Regions from separate parts of the Mus musculus genome. Here region 1 is linked to region 2. Evidence: chromatin contacts called from public Hi-C data. All regions are on one chromosome and are shown on one strand. The core of a region is the stretch at or near the end of the contact, and the rest is flanking DNA. Distances in the headings are between cores, read along the strand shown. Region 1 has its middle 26 kb from the start of Gm36122. Region 2 overlaps Gm46607 (a long non-coding RNA gene).

Region 1 (7,495 bases), core at 2,825-5,324, 170 kb before region 2:
AGGGGTAAGCTGTGAGGGATGCAGCGAGGGAGGGTATCCAGTCAACGGCTCCCTTTGCTCTCCACATGGGAGCTGCTCAGGGTTGGGAGAAGGATTTTCCAAAGTCAGGCTGCTGATGTTTCGTTGACAAGATAGGCAGGATCCCAAGGCACGGATCTCTGGGAGGGAGAGATGTCTCCAGAGGGCTGGGATACTCTAAAAAATGTATGTTAGACTGTGCAATCACATACAGTTTTTTGTGTCCTGGGAATGAAGGAAGAAAAAAAGGGGCCAAAGTAGTCCAGGGACCGCAGACAATTCTCAGCCAGACTCTGAAGACTTGAACAGACTGTGCCGGCTAGTTTTATGTCAAGTTGACATAAACTGGAGTCATCTGAGAGGAAGGAACCTCAACTGAGAAAATGCCTCCATCAGATCAGGCTGTGGGCAAACGTGTAGAATATTTTCTTAGTGAGAGCCCAGCCCACTGTGGGTGGTGCCACCACTCCTGGGCTGGTGGTCCTGGGTTCTATAAGAAAGCAGGCTGAAGAAGCCTTAAGGAGCTAGTCAGTGAAGAGCACTCCTTTGTGGCTCCTGCACCAGCTCCCGTCTCCAGGTTCCTGCCCTGTTGAGTTTCTATCCTGACTTCCTTTAATGATAAACAGTCTTATGGAAGTGTGAGCCAAATAACCCCTTTCCTCCCTCAAGTTGCTTTGGTCATGGTGTTTTATCACAGCCACAGTAACCCTGACAGGAATACATGAGATATTCATGTACAAAGGAAACTCATGGGCAGGACTTCCTGAAGAATCTGGGAGCACATCTGGGAGCACCGCAGAGCAGAAAAGAAGACGGGATTGATAATCTTAAGACAAGGGGCTGGAATGTGCAGTCCTGGGCAAGGGGTCTTACAGAGTAGGATTGGAGTGGCTGGGAGCAGACAGGAAGGGAGGGGACACTGGGAGCCAGCACAGAGGCACTCCATAGTGTCAGGCCAAATCAGGAATAAGAGCATTGGGAAATAGGCAACTGATGTCCACAGAACACTACCCACAAAGTACAAAAGGCATATCGGGGAGTCGCCATGTTGCTCACCGTCCCTCTCCTTACTCCTCAGAGGCAGCCTGCTTCTGCTTTGTTAGCTTGCTTGCGTCGGGGTCTTGCTATGTTGCCCAGGCTCAGTTTGAACTGGAACTGCTCCTCGGTCTGCTTCTCAAGTGCTGGGATTATATTGTGTGTACATACCTGTGCACTCGTGTCTGCATGTGCGCTCGCGTGTGTGTGCAACCAGGGGAAGATAATGTCAGGGTCTAGTTACACAACCCAGGCTAGCCTGGAAGTTAGGCTCTCCCAGCCTTAGCAGCCTGCCACACCCCCAGGTGCTGTGATTACAGGCAAGGGCCACCATGCCTGGCCTTACTCATCTTTGAAAAAGAAAAAAAAAAAAAACCCAAAAGAAACGGTGGCACATCTTATGTCTGTCTTGTCTTCTCCTGTGTGTCTTCGAGGTTCTTACCTAGAAATGGGGTGTTGTGCCACCCCAGCTTTAATGCCTGGGGGGTGGGGCACTGTGGCATGGATGTCCCATTATTTATCCAGTCAGCCCTTAGCAGTCTTTAGCCTGGCTCTCTTCTTAAGACCTTATGATGATATGATACTTCCTGTGTGTGTGTGTGTGTGTGTGTGTGTGTGTGTGTGTGTGTGTGTGTGTGTGGTGTATGTTTGTATGTGTTTGTGTATACTTGAGCACTCGAGCACTTGTGCACTTACAGCAGCCAGATATTGATGCTGTGTATCTTCCTCAACCTCTCTCTCTCTCTCTCTCTCTCTCTCTCTCTCTCTCTCTCTCTCTCTCTCTCTCTCTCTTTTGAGACAGGGACCTGAAGCTCACTAACTGGTAGATTGGTTTGCCATGGTGTCCCTTACCACTGAGGTACATCCATGCCACAGTGGCATCTTTTCCTGTTCCTTCCCTACAGAGTTTTGCTAGTGCATAGTTTGCTGTAAGTTCTAGCTTGCCAGTAAGTTATCTCTACAACCTCTGCCCCAGCCCCAGTGTTACAGATGCCCTGGCCTTTATGTGTATGGTGGGGACTCAGAGCCTCATGCTTGCTGAGCCATCTCCCAAGTCTCCATGCATTTGATATATTGGTTGAATAACCAACCAAAAGTAGAACTGTTGAATCTAAGCATGCTTAATTTTAGTAGGTATTGGATTTCCTAGGCTTCGTACCCATCTTTGTGCTCACCTTGAATGCCTGAGAAGGTCCTGTTTCCATGGCTCTTCCCTAATGATGTGCTCACCGGTGAAGGGGTGAAAGCAGGAAAGAGGGGGAGCCGTGGACCAGCTACCCTGTTCCTACCCTGTCCGCACACTAAAGGGAAGAAGAGCTGAGACAGAATCAGCTGGAAAGGCTTGCAGAGTCATGACTGGGTGAGCTGGGTGGGGGGCAGTGAGAAACCCAGGAGATGTGGGGATTTGGGAACCATCTGAGTAGGGATGTCCATCTAAGACAAAGAATTCCTCATCCCCTACGCCCTGAGCATCACTTTGCTGGGATGCTGGGGTCGAGAGCTGGGCCCACCGCTGACAAACCTCCAGTGAGACCATTCGTTCTTAGAAGAGTTTCCACAGAGGTTAAAATGGACTCAGTGGTATGTGACAGCATCCTCCAGGCCTTGCACGGGCTGCCCCAATGTCTGTCTTACCAGTGAGAGGGGGAAAGGTGTTCTTATGATGGACGATTTGGAGACATGATGACCACACCTTGCATCGGCAGTGATGTAACCAGCTGGTGTAACCATGGCAATGGCAGGTAGGGTTAATAGACACATCATGTCTAGCATGAAGGAGGGAATGGGCCTTTGGGGTTCAGCATTAGCAAGTCCACACTAGAGGGAATGAGGCTCAGCAACAGGAATGGGGAGACTCAACAGACTCGGGGAGTCAAGGAAGGGGAGTGACTAGAATTCTGGGGTGAATGGGCTCAGGACACACTTAATTTTCAGACCCCATCTCTTAGGCTTGAAGAGCCAGCGCTGTTTCTGTGGCTAAACACGGTAAGAGGAGAGTCTCAGGTGTAAGACAGTGACAGGGCCCTGCATGAGGCTCTGAGTTCAGTCCCCAGCGGATGGTCCTCAAGTGCGAATGGCCCTCCAAAGTGAGCTAGGAGGCAGAGAAAGGAGACCAGCACCTCTCCAGTAGCCTGGGGCCAGAGAACTTGTCCAGCACACACACAGTGGACAACAAGAGGCCTTGTCTCAAGTTGGAAACTGAGGGATGACATCTGAGGTTGTCTTCTGACTTCCACCCATGTGTCAGCAAGATGGCTCATGGCCTGACAACTTGGATTCAATTCCCGGAACCCACCTGGTAAAAGGAGAGAGCTGATTCCCTCAAGCTGATCTCTGGCCTCTGCCCACACACTACACTATGGTGTGGCTGCTGGTCGAGCCAGTTCTAGGTTCAGGGGGTGGGGGGAGACCCTAACCCAAAGGAATAAAGTGGGGAGAGATGGAAGAGGACCCCAGTGCCTCCCTAAGCCTCCATGAGTTGTGTATGCAAACACATCTACACCTACACACACACACAGAGTAATTTAAAAAAAATTTTTTTTAAAAAAAGTAAGAGACCAGGCTGGGTGGCACACATCTTTAATCCCACTAGTTGAGAGGCAGGGGCAGGTGGATCTCTGTGAGTTCAAGGCCAGCCTGGTCTACAGAGTGTGTTTCAGGACAGTCAGGCCTGCACAGAGGAACCCTGTCTTGAAAAAAATAGACAGACAGACAGATAGACAGACAACCTCCTAAGCTTCAAAACAGCAAATGCGTCTAGTGATGGAATGGGTCTGATTGAACAGAAGCAAGAAGGCAGCATATCCTAACTTTCTTACGTTTTGGGATTCAGCATGCTGCTTTGTGCTTTGTTCTTTGTTGTTATCCCAAGATGCTCCCCACCTTGCTGCCCCAGAAGAAGGCCACCTGAGTGAAACCAGCCACTTCTGATCCCCAGTCAAAGTGGTGAGGTGTACAGCGGTGGGCAGGCTTGGTGTTCCTTGAGCTACCTCAGGTGGCAGAGAGCATGCATCTTCGGTTCTCCACCTCATCGCCCCTCCTCTGGTTAGACCCCGCCTCCAAGGGCTCTCTGTCTGGTGGCAGGAAGTGGAAAGGGTGCAGCTGTCAAGATAGATTTCCTGTGGCATTCGCAGTCCATCTGTCCAACAGATCCTTAATGTGAGCCACATGTATGGTCAATGTTTCTAGGAGCCCATTAGAAACATAAAATGAAGAGGCGAGTGTGTGTAGCTGTGTTAGAGTGTGGGCTGAGCACGCACAAGTTCCTAGATGTAGTCCCAGCCCCACAAAAGACCAAAACTAAACCAACATTCCCCACCAAAACACATAAATGGAGCAACTGAATTATTTTTATTTTCTTAAGTGAAACTGATCTAATTCTTGTGTGTGGGGAGCAAATCTGCATGCAAGTGCAAGCTTGGGTAAGTGCATGGAGGACCAGGAAAGCATTGAGTCTCCTCCTCTTCCTCCTCCTCCTCCCCCTCCTCCCCCCTTCTTTTCTTCTCCCTCCTCCTCTCCCTCCTCCTTTCCCTCCTCTTCCTCCTGTCCTTCCTCCTGCCCTCCTCCTCTTTTTCTTGTTTGTTGGAAACAAGTTCTCACTATGTAACTCTGGTTGTGCTGGAGCTCGAAGGCTGGATTAAAGGTGGATACCGCCATGCGCTATTGGGAGTCTGACTCTGATTCTCTCTACCTTATTACTTTGAGTCAGAGTCTCTCCCTGACCCTGGAGCAAGATGTTTCGTCTGGCAGCTGCTAGTCTCGGTGAACCTCCTTTCTCCACTCTCCACACTGTTAGGGTTGCAGGCAAGTGTGAGACCACGCCCAGGATATGAACGTGGATCTTCATGGTTGTGCAGCAAGCCCTCTTCATCACTGAGGCGTCATCTCCACGAGTGAACTTGGTTTTAATGTGTCATATGCATATTTAATAGATATAAAATGCCATCATTTGAACTGATGGTGGGTATCTGATAGTTGAGAGTTTTTAATATCCATGGACAACTGCCCACTGTGGAGCTCATGTTGCATCTGCATCAGGACTGGCCGAGTGAAGGGGTCCTGGCTGTTTATCTGAGCTTACAGAGCTGCCAGTGGGGACATGGTTTTGATGCTGTTGGACTGGATGCCACTGGTACCCACCTGGCTTTGGAAGGGACTTCAACAGGCCAAGGAGGCAATGTGCTGTGTATGCACTTATGTGTGGGAGGGAGGCCAGAGCTTGTATGCACCGGTGTTTTGAAGCCGTGGTAAATATTAACAAGACTTTGTGAGCCAGGCCCTCTGGGAGGCCTAGGCTCCCCAGTAGGGAGGAAAGGAGATAATGCTGTGTACCTTAGATAGGCTGAACCCCAGCCTCCAGAGCTGCAGCACCCAAGCTGCCAGGGACACACAGCCATGACTTCTGTTCCGAGAACTAAGATGCCTAGCCTTGCCGGGAGATTCTCAGAACTCTCGGGCCACAGAAGTACCACTTGGCCTTTGTGTTTTGCCCCACCCCATTGCTCTAAGGTTCCTCTTCACGGTTTCTTTCCCGGCATAGCTCCTATCTCCACACCCACTTCCCTAAGGATACAGTTCATCTAAAGTCGAGGGCACAAGAAACAAGTTCCATTCAGACCACTGCTTCTTTAAAACAAACAAACACCAAAACCCTTCCATTGGGGGTTTCGAGGTATGGCCCGGTTGGTAGAGTGTTTGTCTAGCGTGCACAAAGCCCTGATTTGCTCTCACGCACCTCATAAACTGGGCACAGTGCCCCACGTCCATAATCCTGGGTTAGGGGAGGCAGAGGCAGGAGGATCAGAAGTTCAAGGGAATCCTCTGCTACCTAGTGAGTTGGAGGCCAGCCTGGGCTACATGGGGCAAACAAACAATCAAGGCAAAAGCATTCCCACAAAGTAAAGCTCGGTCTCCTAAGCGTGTGTGGTGCTGGGCTAGCCCTTGCCTCTTAGCATCAAGCAGGCCATGACTGTTGTAGGGTGTGAGCACTGCCCCCCGCCCCCACCCCAGTAGCTATAAGCCTAGGTTTTTTTTTTTTTTAAACTGGAAGTGTTCCAACTCTCCTGCAGCTCTCTCTGAGAAGGGAAAGTGAGAATGCTGTAGGCATTTGCATGAACAAACACTGCAAAGACACAGAGAAATCAAAGTGATGACGTACATACACAGTGCAGGAGCAGAGGACAGGGAGGTACCAGGTAGGGAAAAATCCTCAGGGCTTATTAACCTTGAGTCGGAACCCTGCAGATACAGTATCTAGTTTTAAAAAACAGGTGAGACAAAAAATTTCAATCGTTTCTTTCCTCTTCCTGGTAGACGTGATACGCTCAGACCTATTCTCCCAGTGCGTGAGCTTCCATGCTGAGTGGTATCCGGAATGTGTGTGGACCCGGGATTTGCCAAAGAGATCATTGATTTAAGTGACGGGAGAAGAGTGAGTTCTTTCTAGGCACAGCTTGGCATTAACCTCCAGCTTTCCTATTTCTCTCCTGGTTTCCAGTCTGATAAGAAAAATAGATTTTTTTTTCCTCAGTGCCAGCCCAAAATGGAGATAGGGCCTGTTCTCTGGAGCCTGGGTCCGTGGGGGACATGGCTGGTCCTATGGGAGACCCACTCTGTTTTCCTAGGGTGGTCCTGAGCCTCATTCCTCTGGACTAAGGCACATTCATGGAGGGATTTCCCCTCTATTCTCAAGCACCCACTTCTGCTCGGGTCAGACCTCTCCTGTCCAAACCCTGGGAACTTCTTTACTTCTTACTTTCTCAGGGTGCAAGCACTTGAGTGTTTCCCTTGAGTGCTGTGACAGATCCCTGGAATGTGTGTGTGTGCACGCGTGCGTGTGTGTGTGTGTGTGTGTGTGTATGTGTGCATGTATAGGTGTGTGCCTGTGTATGTGTGTATATGTATGTGTGTATACATGCATGTCTGTGTGTGTGCGCATGTATAGGTGTGTGCCTATGTATGTGTTTGTGTGTGTGTGCATGCATGTGTGTGTGTATGTGTGTGCATATGTATGTATATGTGTGTCTTTTACTACCAGCCTCCTCTAGAATCAGAGAATAAATGCCTTAAGGCTCTAAGGAAATGTATTCTCATATATCCTTGCTAGTAACTCATGACACTCTTGTATCTGCCACTCAGACTTCGGCCTCTGACGTGGGTGAGGTGAGGCCAGTGGGTCAGGGGGTGCAGAACCCTGGAGGCTGCCCTGCCAACCTAGGTATTTGAGCGAGCATTGGAACTGTGGGTTGGACCCAAATGTTTCTTTCACTTTGCCTCAGGGATGGTCTTTAGGTTGTCTGCCCCCAAGACAGGCACAGGACAGATGGGAGGCCTCTGGTCATTTGTAGAGTTCCTGAGGTCATTGACCCAAGAAGGCAGGGTGTGCCTGGGTGGAGCAGACCAGGTCACACTGGGTTGTTTCCTTCTGACCAGAGGGCACTGT
Region 2 (6,735 bases), core at 2,689-5,188:
GTGGGATGGAACAGGGGTAGCCATGTCAGCAGCCCCCTCCCAGCTACTGCAGGAAATTAGTGAAGATACCGGCTCCTCCTGCAGCAAAATCCCTAAACCTACATGAAGGGAAGAGGTCACCTTGTCCTTGGGATCCTTGAGGGGACTGTGTCAGGTCCCTTCTGTTGAGTTTCCTGTGTGGCCTTGCGGGTTTCACTCAGCTCCTCGGGGGCTCAATTTGATTGTAACGAAGCCTGCACCCCTCAAAGCTACCAGCTGTGTGTCATATCACAAAATCTATAAGATTGGAGGTTATTTGTTTTTGAGAGAGGGGTTTTATGTAACCTAAGCTAGCTCTAACTCAATACGTAGCTGAGGACGACCTTGAATTCGAAGCGATTCGCCTGCCTCTGCCCCACAAGGGTTGGGATTACAGGTGGTGCTGCACAAACCCAATTTGTGCATTGGTGGGGATCAAACGCAGGGCTTCAGGCTTGCTAGGCAAGAACTCTCCCAGTTACATACCCAGCTCAGTAAATATTTTCTTTTTTACCAGTTGGGGTTTGATTTTTCCTGTTCTCTTCAGAACTGATGAGGTTGGTCTTTTTGTATGTGTATGTGTGTGTACTTTTGGGTAGAGGTAGCATTTTTTTTTAATTATTATTTGTGCATGTATGAGGAAGTGTTGGCACACACACGCTGCAATTGTCGTCAGAGGGCAGTCTTCAGGAGTCTGTTCTCTACTCCCACTGTTAGACTTCAGGATGGCCAGCTTGTACAGCAAAGGCTTTTACCCAGTGAGCCATCTTGCTGGAGTTGTGTACACCTATGTGTGTATGTAAGTCAGCCAACTCTCCGCTCGAGCGGAGTTTTCTCCTATATTCACGAAAAGATAACCAAGGCCCAGTGTTCCTAGACCAAGCCTTCAACCGTGATGTCACCAGAAAACACCTCCCAATAGCTTCTGGGTCAACCATTTCCTGGGTATCAAATTGCACAACTCAGTGGATTTTTACAGATGGATATGTCAGCTTCCCTATCAAGGTCAAACAGGGTGTTTCCGGCCCTCCTGGAGACTCTATCAAGCCTCTATGTGTCTTTGAACTCAAATTAAAAGAACCGTAGGGTGTTTGTCCCTGCGTCAGCTCTTCCTGACTCTCCCTCTTCCCTTTTCATGGCTGGGTAGTGTTCCCTTGGGTTAATCTACCACCATTTCTGGATCTATTTCATGTCAGCCCATCCTTTTAAGAGAGTGGCCCTGGCTAAGAATTCTAGGAAAGAAGAAGATTAAAATCACTGGGCTAGTTGATCTCAGTCGTTGACTTTATTGGATTAAGACGGACCAAGGAGATTATTAAAATCCTCTCCTAGGTGTATCTCTGAGAGCATTTCCAGAAAGGATTGGCTAAAGACTGAAGGAGGTGCCGCAATGTGGGCAGTGCCACCCCACAGCCTAAAGGCCCGGGTGTGGTTTAAAGGGAGGCAAGGGGCTGGCTAGTTTGAGCATTTTCCTTCTCTGTCAAGGCCACCAGAGGCGCTGTTCTGTCCTGTCATGCCTTCCCCTCTGTGATGGACAGGAACCCCAGAAACCATGAACGGAATAAATTTCCCCACTCTCAGCTGGTTTCCTGGGATATTTGGTCAAAGCAAAACTAAAACTAACACACTAACTGATCTATTCTGAGCCATGGGAATCTTTAGAGCCCTGAATCACTTTCAAGAAAGCGGGGGACAGAGACCGTAGCCCCAAACAGAATGTCACCAACATCATCTAGGGTACCATGCAAATCACCACGGACTCGATGGCTTCAAACATCAAAAAAAAAAAAAAAAATATCCTCCTACAGTCAAGGAGGTCAGAAGTCCAACGTCAAGGCCTACACAGGGTTAATGCTCCGAACACCCAAAGGCTAAGGGAAGCTTGCTCCATACCGTCTCCTCGCTCCTAGTGGGCTGCTGGCAGGCCCTGGCTTGTGGTCACATCACCCCCGAGTTTGCCTCTTTGCATGACTTCTCTCTGTGTGCAGCTCTGTGCTTCTGCATCTCTAAGTCTCTCTTCTCCTTCTAAGTACACCAGCCATTGTCCAGTAAGATGTCCTTTTAACTTGATTGCAGTCTCCGAAGAACCTGTTTCCATATAAAGTCACATTCCCAGGCACTGGGAATACGGGTCCTAATAAACACACACCAGTATTATAGCCGTAGGTGTGTAAATGTGCATGTCTGAGTGGGTGTGGATGGTGTGTGGGTGTGGATGGTGTGGATGTGTGTGAGTGTGTACAGACAAGCCTAGGGAGGTGCTGTTGCTAGTGTGACTGCCTGTGGTAGTGACAGTGCACGTGTGTGTGCGTGTATGTGTGTGTGTGTGTGTGTGTACAGACAAGCCTAGGGAGGTGCTGTTGCTAGTGTGACTGCCTGTGGTAGTGACAGTGCACGTGTGTGTGCGTGTATGTGTGTGTGTGTGTGTGTGTGTGTGTGTGTGTGTGTGGGCGCGCGCGCATGTGCTTAGGAGCACGTGCATATGTGTGCTCCTGGAACCACAGCTTGGAGAGCCTGCTGGGCAGGCTAGGTGGTAGCAGCAGGCTGGAGATGGGCTTGGGCTAAGGAGGCAAGGGCCCTGCCTTGTGAACCTAGAGGCTAGCTGGTAGAACAAGGAGGAGGGTGTATTGAGCCAAGATGCAGGTGCAGGCAGGCAGGTAGGCAGGTGGTTCCCACAGCAGTGGCGATTCCCAGATTCCCTTCCAGGAATGTTCCTAGAAAACCCCTCCACCCAGCTTCCCACCCCTACTGCCTCATTTACCTGGTCAGGGAGGTGCTAGGTGACTCATCCCCTCCCAGGACAAGAAGCCAGCTCTTGGCTACTTGTTAGAGAGCCACTCAGGGGTGGGGCAGGTAGACAACCCTTCCTGGGCCCCACCCCCAAGCCAATCAGGGCAGCATCTGGCCACGCCCCCACATCCCTCACCTGTGCCCTTCATCTAAACGGGGTTGGATGCCAGGAATCAAGAAAAGACTAGGGCAGGCAGCCTCACCTCCTCCCAAGGCAAACTCACCTCCACAAACCCGAGTAATGGGATACCAAAGGGTCCCCCATCATTACATCAATGTGGGGCCAGCCCTGAACCAAGACCCCAACTCTCCAACCAAGTTCTGTTTTTTTTTTTTTTTCCCATCTCCTTGTATTATTCAAACTCAACCACTCCAGGTTCCCAAGTAATCTAAGATCACACACATTCGTTGGATTTATTTTTAATTCTCTCTGACAATCATATCTTCCGCCCCCACCCCAACCCAAACAGGAGCATCAATGGTCTGCCTCTCCCTCCCTCAACCCTGACTCCTCTACAGGTCCTGATTCTGGCACTGCTATGTGATGGGCTTGCTGCCTGAGTACATGGATCCCCCACTGCAGCAGGACGGATGGATTGTGAACAGCTTGTACTTGTGGGCATGCCTAGGTCTGGGTGTGGGAGCCTACGGGGACTTCCTGAGGAGCATGCCGAGGCATCTGAAGGTGTCCCCCTTTTCTGTCTCTTCTCCTAGACTTGCCATTATCAGTTCTCAGATTGTTGGGCCCCAGGAGGAACCACTTACAAGTGGGGTCAGGGACACCCAAGTCTCCAGCCCTGCCCAAGCTCCGCTGCCAGCACCCTCGAGACAGCTTTGCCCCACCCAGGCCACAGAATGGGGTGACAGGAGGAGGCAGCCAGGCGGCTTCCAGCTTCCTAGATGGGAGCTCATTACCGCAGCACTCAGTAGGTTGTGGGAGGGGGTGTGCAGCCAGGACTTGGCACTGACTACAAAGGGTGGGGGGCACCCCCAGCACTCCTGCTGCTGGCAGCAGAGGCTGGAGGAGGGGCTGTGACGTTTGGTGGCCTCATGTGGCTGGGAGGAAGTAGCTAATTGCTGACCTGATGACTGGGCGGCCTGAGGAGTGGGGTGATGATACCACGGGCGGGCGGGCGGGCGGGCGGGTGGCGGCAAGCACTCAGCCTAAGGAGGAGGCCTTCAGCAATAGGGTGGGTGCACCCTGCAGAGGGCAAGCCTGGGGTGGCTATAGTTAACAAGGGAGTGGGGGGGTTGCTGAGGCTGTGACCGTGGGAAAGGGCTTTCCAGGGCCTTCCCTCGGCTTCCAGGAAGAGTTCAGATGCCCTGAGGCATGAGGGGCCTTAGGAGGGGTGCAGGAGCAAGGGATACACCACAGTTCCTATCTCTGCTCCCCTGACTTGCTCACCCCACCCCCACCTCATCCCTGCAGCCTTGGATTCCTGTTTGGCTCCTTGAGTGGTCCGGGTTGATGAAGATTTCAGCTGCCCTGGGTGCAGAGCATACTAGAGGCAAGGAGACCACAGACAGGAGCAAAGGCCTTGGGAATGGCTGAGGCTGACAGAAGGCTGGCAATCTGTTGAGATGCTCATGGGCAGCCAGGAGACCAGCAGGACCACTGCACCAAGGCACACTTGACTGGCATGAAGCTTGGGTACCCAGATCTCAGAGCTCCCCCAAACCTCACTCTCTCCACAACCTAATTGGGAACAGGTAGACGCGGCCTTCAAGAGCCCTGGCCAGGACCAGGGACAGATTAGAAGGCTTAGAGGATGTGGACGCTCTTCTCCAAACTCCCAGGCTCAGCATTCCAGAGCACCTCCACGCTGGATTCCTAGAAGGAGGACCCATCTGGAAGGCAATCCTCCAGGCCCCTGGCTCCTCCTGTGGTCAGGAACACTCACTAGTACAGGCAGGGATCACCAGCGCTGCTCTGGGAGAGACGAGGCCTCCAGCAATCCACAGAGCCTGCTCCAGGGACAATCAGGCATGGTTAGAAACAGATGCTAACCCTGAAACTCTCTAAAACGCCTGGTAAAAATCAACCCCTGACCTCAGGAAGTTCCCAGTCTGGTGGGAAAGATACACCACTCTCAGCTCTGCTCTGATGGACCAAAGCTTGCTTCTCAGTCTAAGGGGCAGAGACTCCTGCCCTCAGGGAACTACGAATATCCTGGATTCCAAAAACATGTTTTTTGGGCACAGGGAAAGTATCTGGATTGCCTGCTAGAGGGGGTGGAAGATATCCAGTTAAGCTGAAGAGAAGGCAACAAATATCCTAGCATAAGTATATCCCATACAGCATTTGAGATATACTTATACTTAGCTTCATTCTATGTAACTGGATAGCCTGTGTTATTTGCCAAATAACAAGCAAGTGTCCAGCTTGAGAGAGACAGACAAACACAGCTCCTCATGACTACTGTATATGTGTGTGTGTGCGTGCAAGTTTGTGTGTGCTTGTGTGTGTGTGTGTGTGTGTGTGTGTGTGTGTGTGTGTGTGTGTGTGTTGGGGGAAGCGTGGTTCCTGGGGCTCAGCTGTAGCAGTTTAAAATTCCTTCCAGGCCAGATCCCTAATCCTCCCGCACAATGCTGGCCTTCTCCCCCGCCGCCCACGCCCTCCCCGGAGGGGCCATGGCAGTGCCACCGGGGGCCTCTTTAAGCCCCTTTGAAGCCTCCAGAGCGCGCACCGCGGGAGGCCCAGCCGCTATGCCAGCTATGCCAGCTATGTCCCCGCTGCCGCCGGCCACCACCGCGCCCCCATTAATGCGGGCTAATCTGGCTAATAAATAAACTCCCCTCCCTGAGGTAGCCCCCCGCTGGCTCCTCCCCTTGCTCTCCCGAATTGATTCAGAGCTGGGCCAGAACTCGCAGCCCCTTCCTTCTGCACTGTGACTTGACACCTGTCGCATCCCAGCCTAGGAGGAACTGCAATGCACTTGCCCGACTCTTCTTCAGTGCACCTGCCTTCGGGTGGCAAGACGCCCCGGAACTTGGGGGGGGGGGAGGATAACCGTCTCAGGGCGCCCCCTGCAGGTGGGACTGCTCCCCGCTGCAAGGCTCCCCAAGGGAAGGCCAGGCCGAGAGCCCTGCCGGCAGGTGACCCTTGGCCTTCTGCCGCGGGAGTCCCTTCTCCGTGGCCTCTGCCGCCCCCTGCGTCCCTGCGTCGATTCCGAAGGTGACTCACGGCGGAGCAGCCATCGCCTCACCTCGTACATCACACCAGAGCGCATGAAAAGGGAGAAATTACAGGACGCTGGGCCACGGCTGATGCGTTCTAATTACCCACCGCCGCTGCCATCCGTGGCCTCAGCAGCACTGGACCAAGGGGAGCTGTCATTGTCATTAGCCCCATTCCCCTCATTCCAGGTCCTAGAACCTGCACCCTGCCCTCATGACCCCTTTCAAGTCCGCAGCAGCAGCAAAGGCTCCACCTGCCGCCACTTCAGGGGCTGTTCCATACCCTATAGGACTGTCCTCTGACTGTGCTAACCCTGGCCTGGAGGTGGGAGACTTGGGAAGCCCAAGACTCACCCGGATTCACTTTCTCTGCTAGTAAAGAATAGTGAACAAGGCCCGATTTCGTTGACAGGAACAAGAAAGCCTAGGGGAAAGTTCAGAGAAGGCCATGTGAGAAACGACATTGTCCTTGTTTTTCTCCTGGGACACAGAAGACTGGGGAAAGCCCTCCTGGTCAGCTTTAGCTCTTACTGGTGGCTGTGAGGCAAGCACCATTGGCTCTTGTTAATTACCCTCCTGTAAAAAGTGTCATGCCCACCTCTCAGGCCTAGAGTCCCTCTGCTGACCAGCGTTAGCCTGTGGACTCAAGGGGGCCAGCGAGGAGCAGGGTGTGCGGTGTGAGCCACAGAGCCTCGGACACCCTGGTGCTCCTATCCCCGGGATCCCATCTCCTCTGTCATCTCTAGGCCA

Evidence for each region. Hi-C and Micro-C count contacts between places; a contact is called where the count stands out from the background.
Region 1: a contact with region 2 is called in a Hi-C map of the HPC-7 cell line, with 2.1 times the contacts expected there. The contact joins two enhancer-like sites. A contact is called at or near these places in 4 of 484 Hi-C or Micro-C datasets (the HPC-7 cell line, bone marrow-derived macrophages, embryonic fibroblasts and 1 more) and 2 of 115 datasets of contacts at active chromatin or transcription factors (embryonic stem cells and pancreatic cancer cells).

What each region holds. Positions count from the first base shown.
Region 1 is chr17:45,971,315-45,978,809 of GRCm38.p6, reverse strand. No RefSeq gene overlaps it. Among named protein-coding and RNA genes, the nearest start is that of Gm36122, 26 kb to the right of the region's middle. Within about 2 kb of position 4,074, at least 58 of the 459 cell types and tissues checked have an H3K27ac peak or open chromatin away from gene starts, as enhancers often do. A contact at or near this core is called in the HPC-7 cell line, where this site is marked.
Region 2 is chr17:45,804,699-45,811,433 of GRCm38.p6, reverse strand. All of the region lies in intron 1 of Gm46607 (a long non-coding RNA gene), which reads right to left. Among named protein-coding and RNA genes, the nearest start is that of Gm46607, 19 kb to the right of the region's middle. Within about 2 kb of position 3,938, at least 56 of the 459 cell types and tissues checked have an H3K27ac peak or open chromatin away from gene starts, as enhancers often do. A contact at or near this core is called in the HPC-7 cell line, where this site is marked.